Regions from separate parts of the Triticum aestivum genome. Here region 2 is linked to region 1. The links are chromatin contacts, called in public Hi-C maps. All regions are on one chromosome and are shown on one strand. Each heading gives the region's core, a stretch centred on a gene start, on an enhancer-like site or on the middle of the called end of the contact. The rest is flanking DNA. Distances are from core to core; before and after follow the strand shown. Region 1 has its middle 86 kb from the start of LOC123078102. Region 2 holds the start of LOC123078105.

Region 1 (7,337 bases), core at 4,566-7,065:
TCTCGTCTTCTCCCGAAGCTTCTAGTGTCTCTTTTGTCCAGAAAAAATCTCCGAAAAGTTTCGTGGCATTTCGATTTCGTTTGGTACTGATATTCTGCGAAACCAAAAACAAGTAAAAAACATCAACTGGGCACAAAGTTAATAGGTTAGTTCCAAAAAATGATACATAATTGCATGAAAGTGTATATAAAACATCCAAGATTGATAATATAATAGCATGAAACAATAAAAAATTATAGATACGTTGGAGACGTATCAAGACGACACATGAGGGGCTAGGCCAACGGGGCATCCTAACAGCCTACACGACAATAAGAAATAAGCCCAGGCAGGGGAACCGAACATCCGTGTGGGTAGAGAGCCCAAGCAGGCGCCTTTGGAACACGTGAGGTGGCACGCGCGGTGCGAGGCCAACGCCATGAGCTGTCTGGCACGCGCATGCACAACCAAGTAGGCTCCACACATGACACTCGCAAAAATGAAGTAGGCTGACAGAAGGCTAACGACACCGGCTTGCCGACTCGCCTCACGCAGCACTTGAAGGTGCAACGCAAAATGCCACAAAGAGGTGGCCCCGCGAACACTCGCGGCCTATGCGGCATGGACCCCCCGAGGAAAATCGGTTGGGTGAGCAGCGCTCGTGAAGATCAGACGATCAGACGCGCGCGAGGGAGACAACAGCGTGAAGCGCACATGAAACAGACAACACGGAGAGCACTTACAGGCAAATGCTATACAACATCCTTTCCAGGAGTAATACCATCCCCCCTTCAAACTTTTTTTAAAAGGGCAAAAGACTTGCCGCACTCATTAATTAAGAGAGAGTTTAGAAACAAGTTTGGCCGCCCTAGGGCAAGCAGCCGGTAATACAAAAGCCTACTCTCCAGACATAAGGTTACACAAATGAGTTGTGCCCGCAAGCCCCTAATTCCTCGCCTCGCACCGGATTTTGGCCATGATAACTGTCGCATAAGATTACACAAACAAGTTTGTGTCTTGGGAGCTATGGAACGAGCGCAACGCAAGGATCTTCAACAACAAAATTTCCCCCTTCAAACTTGGGATTGTTTGTTGACAGTCGCTCACGACAAAAATCTGCTGAGGAGGGATATCCTTTACAAGGCATAGGGCTTCATTGCAAGCGAGAACTTCTAGCATCTCGAGGTCAGTTCTTCCCTAAAAAAAATTGTGGAAGCTCCCAGGTAATGGCCATGATTGTCCCCTGTCACTAACAACTATAGACCCCTCCCCCCCCTCCCCCCTCCCATATTTTGATTCTTTATCACTGTCGCGTCGACCTCAAATTTAATCACTCTAGGGGAAGTGCAATCCAGTTTGCCCACCCCGCCACAAGTATGATATTCTCTCTCTTATGCTTCACCAAGTCTAAGTCACTGATATAGCTCTGAAAGAAGAAATGAACCAAGAGTCATGACTAGGAATTTTATTCATGTATTACTTGACGTCGGCCGTTTCAAACACTTCCTTCGTTTTTATTTACTCCGCATATTAGAGTTGATTGAAGTCAAACTTTATAAAGTTTGACCAAATTTATAGAAAAGAATATAAATATTTAGCATAACAAATTTATATGATGTGGAAGTACATTCAACCTAATGGTATTGATTTGTTATTGTATATGTTAATATTTTTGTTTATAAACTTTGTCAAAGTTTGTAAAGCTTGACTTTGACCAAAACTAATATGCGGAGTAAATAAAAATGAAGGGAGTAGCCCACAATGTGAGGAAGCATTTGACTTGTTCGTCATGGGGAGGATATCTGGTGCTACGGGAGCACCTAAGATTAGGTGCTCCAGGAGCTTTTCAACCGTTAGATTTGAGATCCGAAGGCCGAGGAGAGAGCTCACGCTTTTATTCAGAAAACACCTCCAAAATTTTGATATTGCAAATCGGGTCCAGCGCATATGTAGATGATCATTGGATTTCAGATCCAATGGCCGAGAAGCTCTTGGAGCACCTAAACTTAGGTGCTTCCGTAGCACCTTATATTTTCCCGTTCGTCATGTCTCAATGTCTTAATCATGGTGGAGATGAAGTCGCTTGAAGACTCCTATATATGCTCCATCAAACTCTCATCCGCTAACGCCCACAGACATCACACCACGTTCCACTCAATGAGTGAATGCCTCCAAGAGTCCCTCCACACATCGAACATTTGTCATCCAACGTCATATTGTAGTGGTGTCGTACGTCCACCATGGGCAACGGACATTTTGCTAATCACCAGAGATGACTGAAGTAACAAACGAGCGAGTCTATGTCTCGCTTTATACGGGACAGAAGACCGCGTCACCTGCAGGAGACGGTAGTGGGCTGCCCAGTAACCGAGGTCTCCTCGCATTTTTTTTCTTCTGTTTATATTTAAAAAGGACCCTGATAAGTGTCACGCGTGTGGCATGAACACATGGCAACTCCGAACGTTTTAAAGGTAAATTTAGTGATGCGAGGATGGCAACTTCTTTTTCGAATAGCAAGTTTCGTTCTTTTTGTTTGTTTTTTTTTGAATGGCAACTTTGATTATAAAAAACGTCAGGACCGGATTGCTTCGTGCCACATGTATGACACTTATCATTTGGGTAAAAATACTAAATACATATACTATGAGAAAATAAATTAGTTATTTTTTAAAGTGTTCGGCTCACATTTCAAAATGTAAATGTGGTGTAAAAAATGTTTGCTCAGATTTTTGAAAATGGTACTTCCTCTGATTGGATCAGAGGGACTAGTACAATTGGAAAATCTATGTTAAATTAAAACAATGTTCACGTGCTTCAGAAAATATACTGGCATTTCTTTTAAATGTTACTTAATGTTGAATCGTGTAACTGAAAAAATGGTATGTATCATTCAACAAAATGTACATACGTTTGAAATAAAATTTCGGTCATTTAAAAAAATATCCAATATATCGCAGTTTAAAAAACCCGGATCATACATGTTTCAACGTGTATATGAAAAATGTTTAACATGTTTTCAAGAAAATGTTCAAAACAAATATTTGAAAAAAATTAATCATGTGTTTAAAAATAATAAATGTATGTATTATTTTTAGATGTATATAGAAAATATACAATGTGTATGAAAAAAAAAGTGGACATCAAAATCAATGTTTCAAAAAAAAAGTGTTAATCATGTATTTGGAAAAATGTTAAACGTGTATAAAAATTGTTACTGGTGTAGAAGAAAAACATACAATCTGTAAGAAAGAAATAGACATGCGTTGAGAAAGTAAAAAATACATAAAAAGGAAAAAAAGAAAAATCAAAGAAAGCCAACAAAACAGAAGAAAACATGGCAAAACAGTAAAAAAAACAATTGAAAAAACTCGCGTGCAGCTACATCATTGATCCGGCCGAAATCCGGTTGCGTCGTAGGCGAGCCGTAATAGAAATTAGAATGGGCGACATATAGCTCCTGCAGGTAACAAACCATGAAGTTTTTTCGCAGCCCATTTCGTGTTCAGAAGTTGTATCGCAGTCCATGTTTGCTGGCAGCAAGAGCGCTTGTTGTAAAAGTATTTTCTTTTTTGCGGGACGCTTGTTGTAAAAGTTGGCCCGATCAGATCCGTTGAAAAGGGCCCGACCCGTAAAATTTTTAGAGGAGGCCCGTAAACCGCCTCCATTTGCTCCATATATGCGGGCGCCAGCGTAGTTTAGGGTTCCCGTCCCCCAAATCCCCCTCCCTCCTCCGCTGCATAGCTCCTCCCTCCGGCGTCAAATCCCTTCTCTTTCGGCCACTTTTTCCTTCGCATTTCTTGCCGGATCTTGCCGGAGATGTCACCCATGGGTTCCAGGCGTGGAGGTGGCAGGGGTTCTGCCGCGGCGGGTTCGGGTGCCGCGGGTAGTTCGGCGGCCGTGGTGGATTCGCCGGCTGCAAGCGACGCAACGACGACGAGGCCGACAGCTCCTCCCTATGCCCTACCGTGTCAGGCAGGTAGAGGGAGGCGGCGCGCACCCGCAACGCGAAGTCCCGAAGCGCCGGCTCGCAGGCATGGGCGAGTTTCCGGCGTCTCGGGAGGCTCTTCGACCGGTCCCTCTAGCGGCTCCGGGTGGTCGCGACCGCATGGTTGCGGGCGAGGGGGGCCGCCATAGCCGGCGATGCAGCTGCGGCTGCGCGCCTGCTGGAGCTCCGGGAGGAGTACCAACTCCACCAGACGCTCTTCAGCTCCCTGAGCTACCACACCCTTCACGGCAACGAGCCGCCGCCACACGAGGACGGCTCTGACGACTCCGGCGACAAGTAGATCTATGATATGCGTGTTTAATTTCGGTAGTTTTAATTTTGGTTTGTACTAAAAGTCCCTTATGCTATGTGTGTGATGAACTTCCCTATGCTATGCTATGCTTGTGATGAACTCAGGCAAGATGTTTTAGCGTGAACTAGTATGTTTAATTTGTAGAGTGCCCCTCTCCCGATCCTGCCCTAGCGCCGCCTCCTCGGGAGGCGGCCAGGCCGGCGAGCGCTCCTCCCCCCTTCAGCCTCCCTCCTCCTCCTTTCCCCACTCGCCGCCGTCGGCGGGCACCCCCGGCTCTGGCCCGCGTGGTGTTGGCGGCGGCGGGACCTCCTGTACCCCTGCACGAGACTTCCCTTTCCGTGGTAGGGGGCGGCGGCGGTGATGCTCGGCTACGCAGCGGCCCGGCGACCAGGCGGCGGTGGCCGGCGGCAGGCGAGGTGGCGGCGCTGCTCCTTGGCGGCGGGGCGGCTTGGTGGCGCGGGGTGGCCGATGGTGTGCCCCCGGCCCACATCTAGGCCCTGCGAGCTCCGGAGTGCTCGGGGGGAAGGTTGGGATCGGGAGAAATCCTTGTCGGCCTGGCCGACAACGACGCGGTGGCGCTTGAGGGTGCCATCAGACCTTCTTGGAGGGTGTCGGGGGCTACCCTTCCTCTCTCCTCGCCGCGTACCGGGGGAAACCCTCGGCAGCAGCGTCGTTATCGCCGCGTCCCTTCTTGAAGGTGTTGTTTGGTACCGGCGCTTCGGGGCCTAGGAGCTTGGTGTGAGATCTCCGGTGGTTGCAGCGGTCGCGAGGCTTCTTTGTTTGTATTGATCGCCGTTGTCGGCATCTGTTCATTTTGTATTTCCTCTTTCGTTTTTTTGCGTACCTGTGTTGTGTCCATCCCAGCACCTATCGTTGATTGTATCGGTGATGGTTGCTTTGTAATACAGAGCGGGGAACCCTTTTTCATCGTTTAAATTTGCAGGATCTACTCTGGTTGCACGCCCGACATCCTGCAAAAAACGTCTCCCGTAAACATTTTTTCAGGGCGGTGAGTTGCGGGATCTGCCAGAGACGCTCTTATGCAAGGGGAACGACATGCAAATCCTTCATTGTTCTCAAAAGAAAAAAAACATGCATATCCTTCACCACTTGCCAACAGTAAGTTGACTTGATGGCCTTCTTTTTGAGCTGAGAAACGCGAAGCTGGGATCTTTTCATTATACGAAGAAAAGAAATATGGGTGTGTGTTTTTATATTGGCACTCCATGTTTCATGGCTAAATCAAACACCAATTCCCTGAAGTAATGAAGTTCCTTGCTGGCAAGTTCAAAAAGGAAAAGAAAACAAGTTCCGTGGTGGCGAGGCAGCACCATAGAGCCGCACACTTGCAAATCCAAGGCTCTCGGTGGAATAACATGTTAATTCTGTCTGCCCCAAAATGCCCTCAGTCCTCGGCCTTTTTCCCCTGGTGACATGCGGCCGATTATCCATTCGTCGACACTTGCAGCGGCAGCACTCAGCAGGAATATAGTATACTTTTGGTAGTTGAGAGCAGCGTCTCTACTCTCTAGCGTTGAACGGTCCAAGTGACTCTACAAGCGAGAAGGAAAAGGTTGTGTTCTTTCCGAGAGAGTGCATGAATAAACCCGGGTACATATGAACCCATTTTATAAAACACACTTTGCAATGTTAAAAAATTCTGAAAAAAGATGCATGCGGGCATCTCCTTATTCTATGTGTGTGCAGAAAGTTTCACAAAAAACAACTTTTTTGTAGCCTGTGAAAAAAGATAAAATTTTGTGCCGTGAAACGCTATTTAGAAGCAGTAAAATTTGTCTTTTTACTGAGACAAAACAAAAATACTTTTTTACACAAAACTTTGTGCCGTGAATATACCTTTGCCAACATGTATGCATAATTTGTTTTTAGAATTTTTGGACATTACAAAACACGTAAAAAGTACATTTTTAGAAAGCGGGTGCAGATGCCCCGTGTGCAGATCGTCCACTCTCCGTTCTTTTCTCTCTTTCACCCTGATCCACGGAAACCCGCGTGGTGCAAGAAAGCACCTCCGGGTCGGGTCCTACACAAAAGTGACCCGATTCCATGTGAAAATGGCACTTGTGCTTGCAACGAACATATGGTCTGGATTGTCTTTGTGTGCCATGTCAGTCACGTGGCTCGTGGGGGCTGCCGGTCAAGGTGGGTCCTGGCCCCTGCGCTAATGGATTTTGATACGTCGAAATCAGTTGGGGTTTAATTATGTGGCTCGGATCAGAGCTTCCACCAAAGCCAGCCTTTTTATGCGGTGTACAGAACTAGTCAGTGCTTAATCTACCATGCAGCCATAGGGCGTATGTGGTTGGTACCTCGTAAAATTGATTTACTAAACGAAATGAACCAAAGTTTAGCTTATTACGTTTGTTCTGGCGGTTCACACCATTGGCAACAATTTCGGGGAAAACAGAATACATCATGACTAAGCTAGGGGAGCACAAAAATAATTTGACAAGTTTCACTAAACAAAAAGTGAGTAATCAACAAACCCTTGAGAAAAATGTTACCTACAGCTCAACGCCGCCGTCGGAGCCGATTTATGGAAAAACAAAAACATTTCCAACCGATACCTAAAAGAATAAAGAAGTATATAGCTAACCAAATTAGAGGAGTATTCTTTTAGCCTAGCCGCGTGAAGTACAAACAATTGGACAATATATCATCAACCATTCAAATATTTGAAGATAAACATAAATAAATAAAAATGGTTAACAAGCTAAAGTTTCACGGATCGAGATATTTAAATTAAAACATGGGTAGTTCATGCAAAAGGCATCACATCATCGATCAAGTTTGATGCAAACCCATCACAACATAACATGTTTTATGTTGCGGATCGAGGTCAACCAATGGCATGCACGAACTCAAACACTATCATTGTCGTGGTGGGCGCACGGCAGATGCCAAGGGATGGCTAAAGAGAGGAGGAGGCTCGAGGGCGCTGGTGGACTCCAGAGGCGAGGTTGGCATGAGCGAGCGCGGGACGCCGGACATACCCAGGTTCGGGGCTCTCCCGAGAGATAATACCCCTAGTCCTGCCGA
Region 2 (6,853 bases), core at 2,192-4,691, 370 kb before region 1:
ATAAGTACTAATACATCATATATTATTATAAGATAGACATGTTCCTCAAAACGTTACTGCACATAAAAGCAACCTACAGAAAACCGACACAGCCCAGTTTGAAACACCTTCAATACCACCTCCCCTAGTCATCTACATGGCTTTGTCTGTGTCCATCGCATCTAGTTTGAACTTTAAACCTTCTGGTTTATAAAGGGCGGTCTAGATTGGACAGGACAAGGTTCTCCTCACTTGCTTAATGAGCAGACCAATATCATATTGCACTTCATAAGTACTCCAAAATAAAGGAAAATACTATTACAAACACCAAAATAACAAACTGTGTAGTTCACAGGGTAAATTTGCATGCGTTGTGCTAGACTAGTATCTGATGAAGGTTATGCAGGTGCACAGCTATAGGCCAGTACTCAGGGCTCATACTTGATACCCCCACAGCTATGCAGCTCAGGCCAACACTCATTGGCAGCTACGATAGGGTCTAGATTTCCTCCTGTGTATACTTTGTTTGGACATACTCATCTATTATCACATGCTTGTACTCTGTATTGGTGTGAATGAATGCAAACCAGTGAAAAGGTAATGTGGGGTTCAATTCAGTCCAGAAGCCTTCATGAAAATGAAACTACATAAAAGCATTTGCTTTAAAATCCCCAAAAGGTACAAGTGTGTTTTATAGCAACTAGAGCATGGCTAATACTGTAGTCAGCTGCTGGCTATATTAAGTTGCCATGTCATGTAAAGCTATCATTTGCAATCATATAATAAGGTTGGCTACAAGCGTAATACTTTTTTCACCTTCTCTCTTTCTCTTTCTTCATATTTATTGCAGTTGCTTAGGAGCACGTGTAGAGGCAGGCTCTTGCATGAGAGACCACTCCTCTTACTTTTTCATGTCACACTCCTCCACATAAGCAAACATGCCATGTAACCAGGCTATAAGCCTGTTATTATACTTGCTCATAGGCAGGCTAAGTGAAACATCACTAGTGAGAAAAACTATCAAGTGGAGCCAAGGAATGAAAACTGTTCAAATGCAGAACATCTCTATAAATTGCTTGTAATGATGTCCAGTCAAATACAGAGAATAATCTACATCAAGGAAATAATAATAGAACAGATTTTTAGATAGCAGAATTACAAGCATAAAATAGATAAATATATTAAAATACAGAAGAGTATTACTTCACCTGCTAATCCAGCACATGCAGAAGAGAATACAACAACTGGAGGGGCCTGCAGGATGAAAAGGGTCAGACCAATGGACCTCATCAGGTTGAACTAAAAGTAGCATCCCAATGCAATCTTTGCACCAAAAATTCTCAAAGAAAGGAATAAAAGACGATAAACTCTCTTGGGATGCAACTGTAGCTGGCTGTATTCTCAAGCAATGCTAATCTGGGGAACCCCTCCCAGTAATAAAACTTGCTGATGTATGGTATGGTATGAAACTCAGCACATTGGCACAGTGAATATTCAGTGCTATGTTTACATACCAGACTACACGACTGATGCGTGCTTAAAGAAATTTCAAGAAAACTAGATCTTGATGACATGTCAAAAAAAAATCCACCTATTTTCTCTCAACATAGCCGGTTCCAAGCCTGGGTAAAGAAGGAGGATTGTGATGCTATCCACATGCCAGAACCATGACAAGGTTTCGAGATCTTATGGGTTTCAACTCTAGCCAACCCCAACTTGTTTGGGAATGAAAGGATTTGTTGTTGTTGCAGGTTCCAATGTTATCAGTGTGAATTGTTTGGGCAGTGGATGATCATTAGAGCATATAAATGTACCCATCAAGTGATAAAAGAACATCTTGGACTGCATCATTCCAAATAATTCATGCTAAAAAGAACATGCATAAGATAATATCAACATATGAAAAAGGGAAAATGGACATTGTACTTACACCAACAAGAAAATGCATCCACATTGGCCCTTTTATGTAACGCCGAACAACAGGCATAGCTACATAAAAAATAATCCAAAGTTAATGCTAATCTGAAGATAATATTATTATTTAGTATATATAATTGTATAATAGCATAATTAAAAAATGGCATAAAAAGTTAAGCGATTTCATTCTAGATCCCTTTGCAACAAAATACCAAGAAGGTAAATCCACTTCATGTAAATAAAGTTGAGCCAATATCATGTGTATTGCCGGGAGAAAAAAATCCATGCATGTAGGCATGTACAGGGAGGTATTTTACAAGAACATTAATAATCATTTTTGATACAGCAACAAGGTACATGCATATCTGAATATATTCATGAGATTTCAAATGCTATTGAGGATCCTATAAGATGATATCTGAATATTTTCACAAGATTTGAAATGCTATTGAGGATCCTATAAGATGAATGACAGGTATTACAATGCAAACTAGCAACACAACTCACAAGTTACAACCAGACAAACAAGGTGGTGTGCTGCATAAGATGTTATAGAATCTCAAACTGAACACTATGTATAATTCATCCAACACAAGATGAAGAAAGCAAAACTATTGGGCATAACATACGAAATTGTCACGCAGCAAATACACAGCATCTTTTAAGTAACTGAAAATTTAGAAGTGCTGGATGTATCAATCACTCATTGATCAAAATGGTAGCCAGCATACCATGATTAAATGCATAAAATGCGCCTGCAGTGCCCCCAACAGCGGAACCAATCTGCTCCAATATGGCCATATTTATATATTAGTACAGGGGTGGAAAGCACAAAACAGAAGGCAATGCTTGGAAAGTTTCCAGTTTGGACTAAAAAGACGAATAACTTGCACTGGTGAGCAGTGAAAGGCGACGGAACAAACCATTGAGAAGCTATCTCGAACCAATGGAGTGACGGTCCAGCTGCTAGTTTCCTTCATCAACCCAAAAACACGCATTAGCGCAATTGACCACATAAGTTGCCTTAGAAGGAAGCTATAACGGTATAAGCTCGCATCAGTACAAGCAGACAAGAACAGCACAAAAATGCATGAGTTACATCAGTCCAAAAATAATAATACAACAACGGGCGTTTGATTAGCAAACACAAACATAGCTGAACACGAACCAGCATACAAGCAATAGTCATCATAGGTGCAAACCTAGACGAAGATTCAACACTACAAAATCTACAAAGGGATGGAAAACTATAGCGGCGGCGACGGCAGCGGCGGCGGAAGACGATGTGAAGGGGGAGAAGGAAGTCACCGTACCATGTCCTTGGAGAGGGGCCCTGCGCAGTGGTGGCACCTCTTGGGTAGCTCCGGGGCGGCGTGCTCCGCCATGGCGCCCGCGAGAGATCAGAGATGGTCCGCCGGGTGGATGGATCCGCCCCGAGCTAGCGGGAGGAAGGGAAGCTCTGTCTGACCTGTCGCCGCAGCCGCAGGAAACAAAACCGAACGAGCCCCCTTCGTTAAAACCCTTCGATTTTGGAGCGGTCACGATTCGACCACCGCCTAGCCGCAGCCGTCCGATTTCTTCTTTCTTCGCCTCCAAGTCGTGATTCTTCGGCCTTAGCCGGATCGGGCCAGGCCAGTTGCCACAGTCAAGGCCAGCCTGTCATGTTAATGGGCCAGGCTGATCTTGTCGTCCCTACAGCTCTGAGAGCATGCTAACCATGTGCCAACCAACCTTGCCTAAAAAAAAAAAATGCCAACCAACCAGTCGCTCCAAAAAAAAAAGTGCCAACCAACCCGTGATGGAGAACAGTGGTATTCCCGGCTCACCAGCAAGTCCTGGTGCTCGCATTTATTCTGGATTTATTTTAATATTTTCGGTGATGCGTGTTCACTGGAAGAAGACGTTTTCGTCGATTACGAGGTGCCTGTGATGACTTCGTCAATCTTAAGATGATATGCCGGCTTAGTCCTTCGGAGGTGCTCATAGAGATAGCGTGTGTGTGTATATGTTCATAGAGGTGAGTGTATGCACGTATATATAAGCGCCTATGTATGTACTATGTTTTGAAAAAAAGATTTAAGCATGATTCCCCTAAAAATCAGTTGCACAAGCTTTCGGTCTATTCAATTTCATGTTTTCTTTAATGAAAGAAATTTCTTCACGATTTCATTAACAAGACTAGCAAACAACCCAAAACGTAGCAAAACCACTAGCAAGGTTCCAAACGATACAACCCCCCCCCCCCCCCTCACCTCAACAAGGGAAGCGAGGGGAAAATGTATGACTAGACCTACAACAGGCGAGGACACTGGATAGAAAAACGCAGAACTACACACATCTGGAGTCTAGCACCCTAGCTTTCACATGCCAACGAGCCACATTAACTAAAACTCCAAACGCCCCAACTTTCAATGTATTGTTTTAAACTGTCAAGGGGTTTGTGTGGACACCTCACATCTATTATCAAAGCCTTTTGATGGGGAAAAGAGATCAACGCAAGCCATACTCGGTGTCATGGGACACGATGAGCATGCCTAAATACATGGGGGTCTGGATTTCAAGGACTTTGAAATTTTCAATCTTGTGCTTCTTGCAGGCTTGGAGAATCCTAGAGAATCCATATTTGTTAAGTGCAAGAATACTGAAGGCAGTGTACTTCCCAGAAGTTCATTTTGTGAATGCAGCACTTAGGACTCATCCATCACAAATTTAGAGAGCAATCATTAAGGGGCGTGATACCCTTAAACACGGGCTGGTTAGGCGAATTGGCAATGGTACAACCACTGAAATATGAAACTTCAACTCCATCCCAAGACAGGAAAATATGTGTCCAATCATCTCGCTTGTGATTCACCTACCGCAGCTTGTTTCAGAACTACTTGAATCTCGAACACCAAATGGAACAACGAGGTTATCAGGCAGGTCTTTCTACCATATGATGCTTTGGCAATTATGCATATTCCTATTTGTACCCGCAATGTGGAGGATTTCTGGTCTTGGAACTTTGAGAAATCAGGAATCTTTTCAGTAGGTCGGTGTATAGATGATTGTGGCAACAAAAAAGTGTCGCCAAGATTGGCCTGATGCTGCTTTTGCTAAAAAAATGTTTCCTCTAAAAATAAGGAACTTTGGCATGTTTTTTTCATCATAATAAAAAAAAACACATATACAGTACTCCTACCCCGCATGTCTATATAGTGTGTTCACCCATATTATCATTTTGACTTTTTCGAAGAATTTTTACTTTTTGAGGTAGTACTAATTTTTTTTCTTCTGGCCACCAAGTGATAAAAAACGATTTGTTTCGTTGGGCCTTTGGTTCCCACAGAGTTCGTTCATTGGCCCGAGCGCGTGGGATAAGTTGGGCCCGCTCCATGCCTTCTATGTTGATTATGGAGTGGTGAAAAATAAATGGTCGTAGGGGTTGAACTCACAACCTCCCCTCGTGCCCCGATAGTTCCAACCAACTGGGCTAATATATGGATGTGAAATTATCCCACCTTGCCGCTTTAGGAGGATTCCTATCGGTTTATATACTCCGTAGGTTACCTAAATATTAACAAGACCAAAAGGGATGAAACGAAATTGAGGGCTGTCATTGGGGCATTAAAGGAATGATGCATTTCGACAATTAAAAGGAATGTGTGGGCTGTCTTGGGGTGTATTAAAGGAAGGGTAGACAATTAAACGGAATTGTACGGGCTATCTTGGGGTTGTATTAAAGAGGGGAGGATGGATTCCAAAGATATTCATATGACAAGGATATGGACGTGCACGAGTTTCTCAAATGGGATGGAGATAATATTGAAGATGTCAAGAAGACATAGATGCTCTTCCCTGGGTACATCATTATAGGTATTATATTCTCGGTGGCTTGATTTCAAAGTGGCAAATTCGTCACCCCATTGTAACACACGATCTCTTTTACTAGTTCCAACTAAATATTGCATTGAAAATTTGATATTACACCCTAAAAACCAAAAAACGATATTTCTATAGCCTTGAAAAGCCATTGTAATAATGAATGGAGCCTTGTGGCTACACTATACACATTTGGGCAATCACCAGCACCCAACCATCAACCACTCACACTCTTCACTTGTAGTGAACAAATGTCGGATTCGATCGGTTCATGAGAAGGGTCCTACCACACTAGCAGTGTTGTTCAATGTGCTTGCAGGAGCCTGAGACCTTGGATCACCTGCTGATGCAATGCTCCTTCACATGTGTAGTGTGGTTCGATGCATTTCATGCCAACAGTTGGGAAAGGTTCACTCCTTCGAGTCAGAGCATGCTGGTGGATTGGTGGACGACTTCAAGTAGTGCTATCTCTGCGGCGTAGAGAAAGGATATGAAGTCTTTCTTCATCCTTACCAGCACTCCATATGGAAGGAAAGGAATCACAGGGTTTTCAACAAGGTGTCCATTGCGAGAAGTGGGCTAACGACAATCATCAACTACGAATGAAGGCTATGTCAACTAACATGGATATCAAATAGGCCAAACGTTGAAATGTGGGTAGGCGAGAGTGGCAGCTGTGTGTGTGCGCGCGCGCTTATTGTACGTGAGTTCTGGGTTTTGGATTGCCTGCGGGCACCCATGATGTAATCATCAACTCCTTTTTCTCTCTTACTGATACGATGTGATGTTCTCATGCGCGTTCTGAAAGAAAAACAAGGTATGTGGAAGTCCGTGACTTGGCTTTCTTTGTCAGCAACAATCCCTCTAGTGCTACTCTCACCACCATCTTCAGCTTAGGACGAGAGGGTGGTGCCCAGCCTCAAAATCCCTTAGGCTGCTTCCTCATGCTCCACCCTCCAGTCCCTGGAGTTAGAGCAGGGATCGTCAATACAAGGGATGTAGACCCAACCCACAAGAGTATCATCTCCCGTGAGACAACGGGGGAGGCGTGGCTTGTTCACCCCACGGGAGGATGACCCTTCCCCTCGCTGGCCAA

The links. Hi-C and Micro-C count contacts between places; a contact is called where the count stands out from the background.
Region 2: a contact with region 1 is called in a Hi-C map of leaf, with 3 times the contacts expected there. The contact joins the promoter of LOC123078105 here to the enhancer-like site in region 1. A contact is called at or near these places in 2 of 5 Hi-C or Micro-C datasets (both in leaf).

Annotation. Positions count from the first base shown.
Region 1 is chr3D:171,338,224-171,345,560 of IWGSC CS RefSeq v2.1, reverse strand. No RefSeq gene overlaps it. Among protein-coding and RNA genes, the nearest start is that of LOC123078102, 86 kb to the right of the region's middle. Within about 2 kb of position 5,815, at least 4 of the 8 cell types and tissues checked have an H3K27ac peak or open chromatin away from gene starts, as enhancers often do. A contact at or near this core is called in leaf, where this site is marked.
Region 2 is chr3D:171,710,473-171,717,325 of IWGSC CS RefSeq v2.1, reverse strand. It overlaps LOC123078105, which reads right to left and starts at 3,441. Exons shown (of 6, transcript XM_044500504.1): 1 at 3,210-3,441; 2 at 2,820-2,870; 3 at 2,628-2,679; 4 at 1,910-1,968; 5 at 1,188-1,233. The coding sequence starts at 3,281.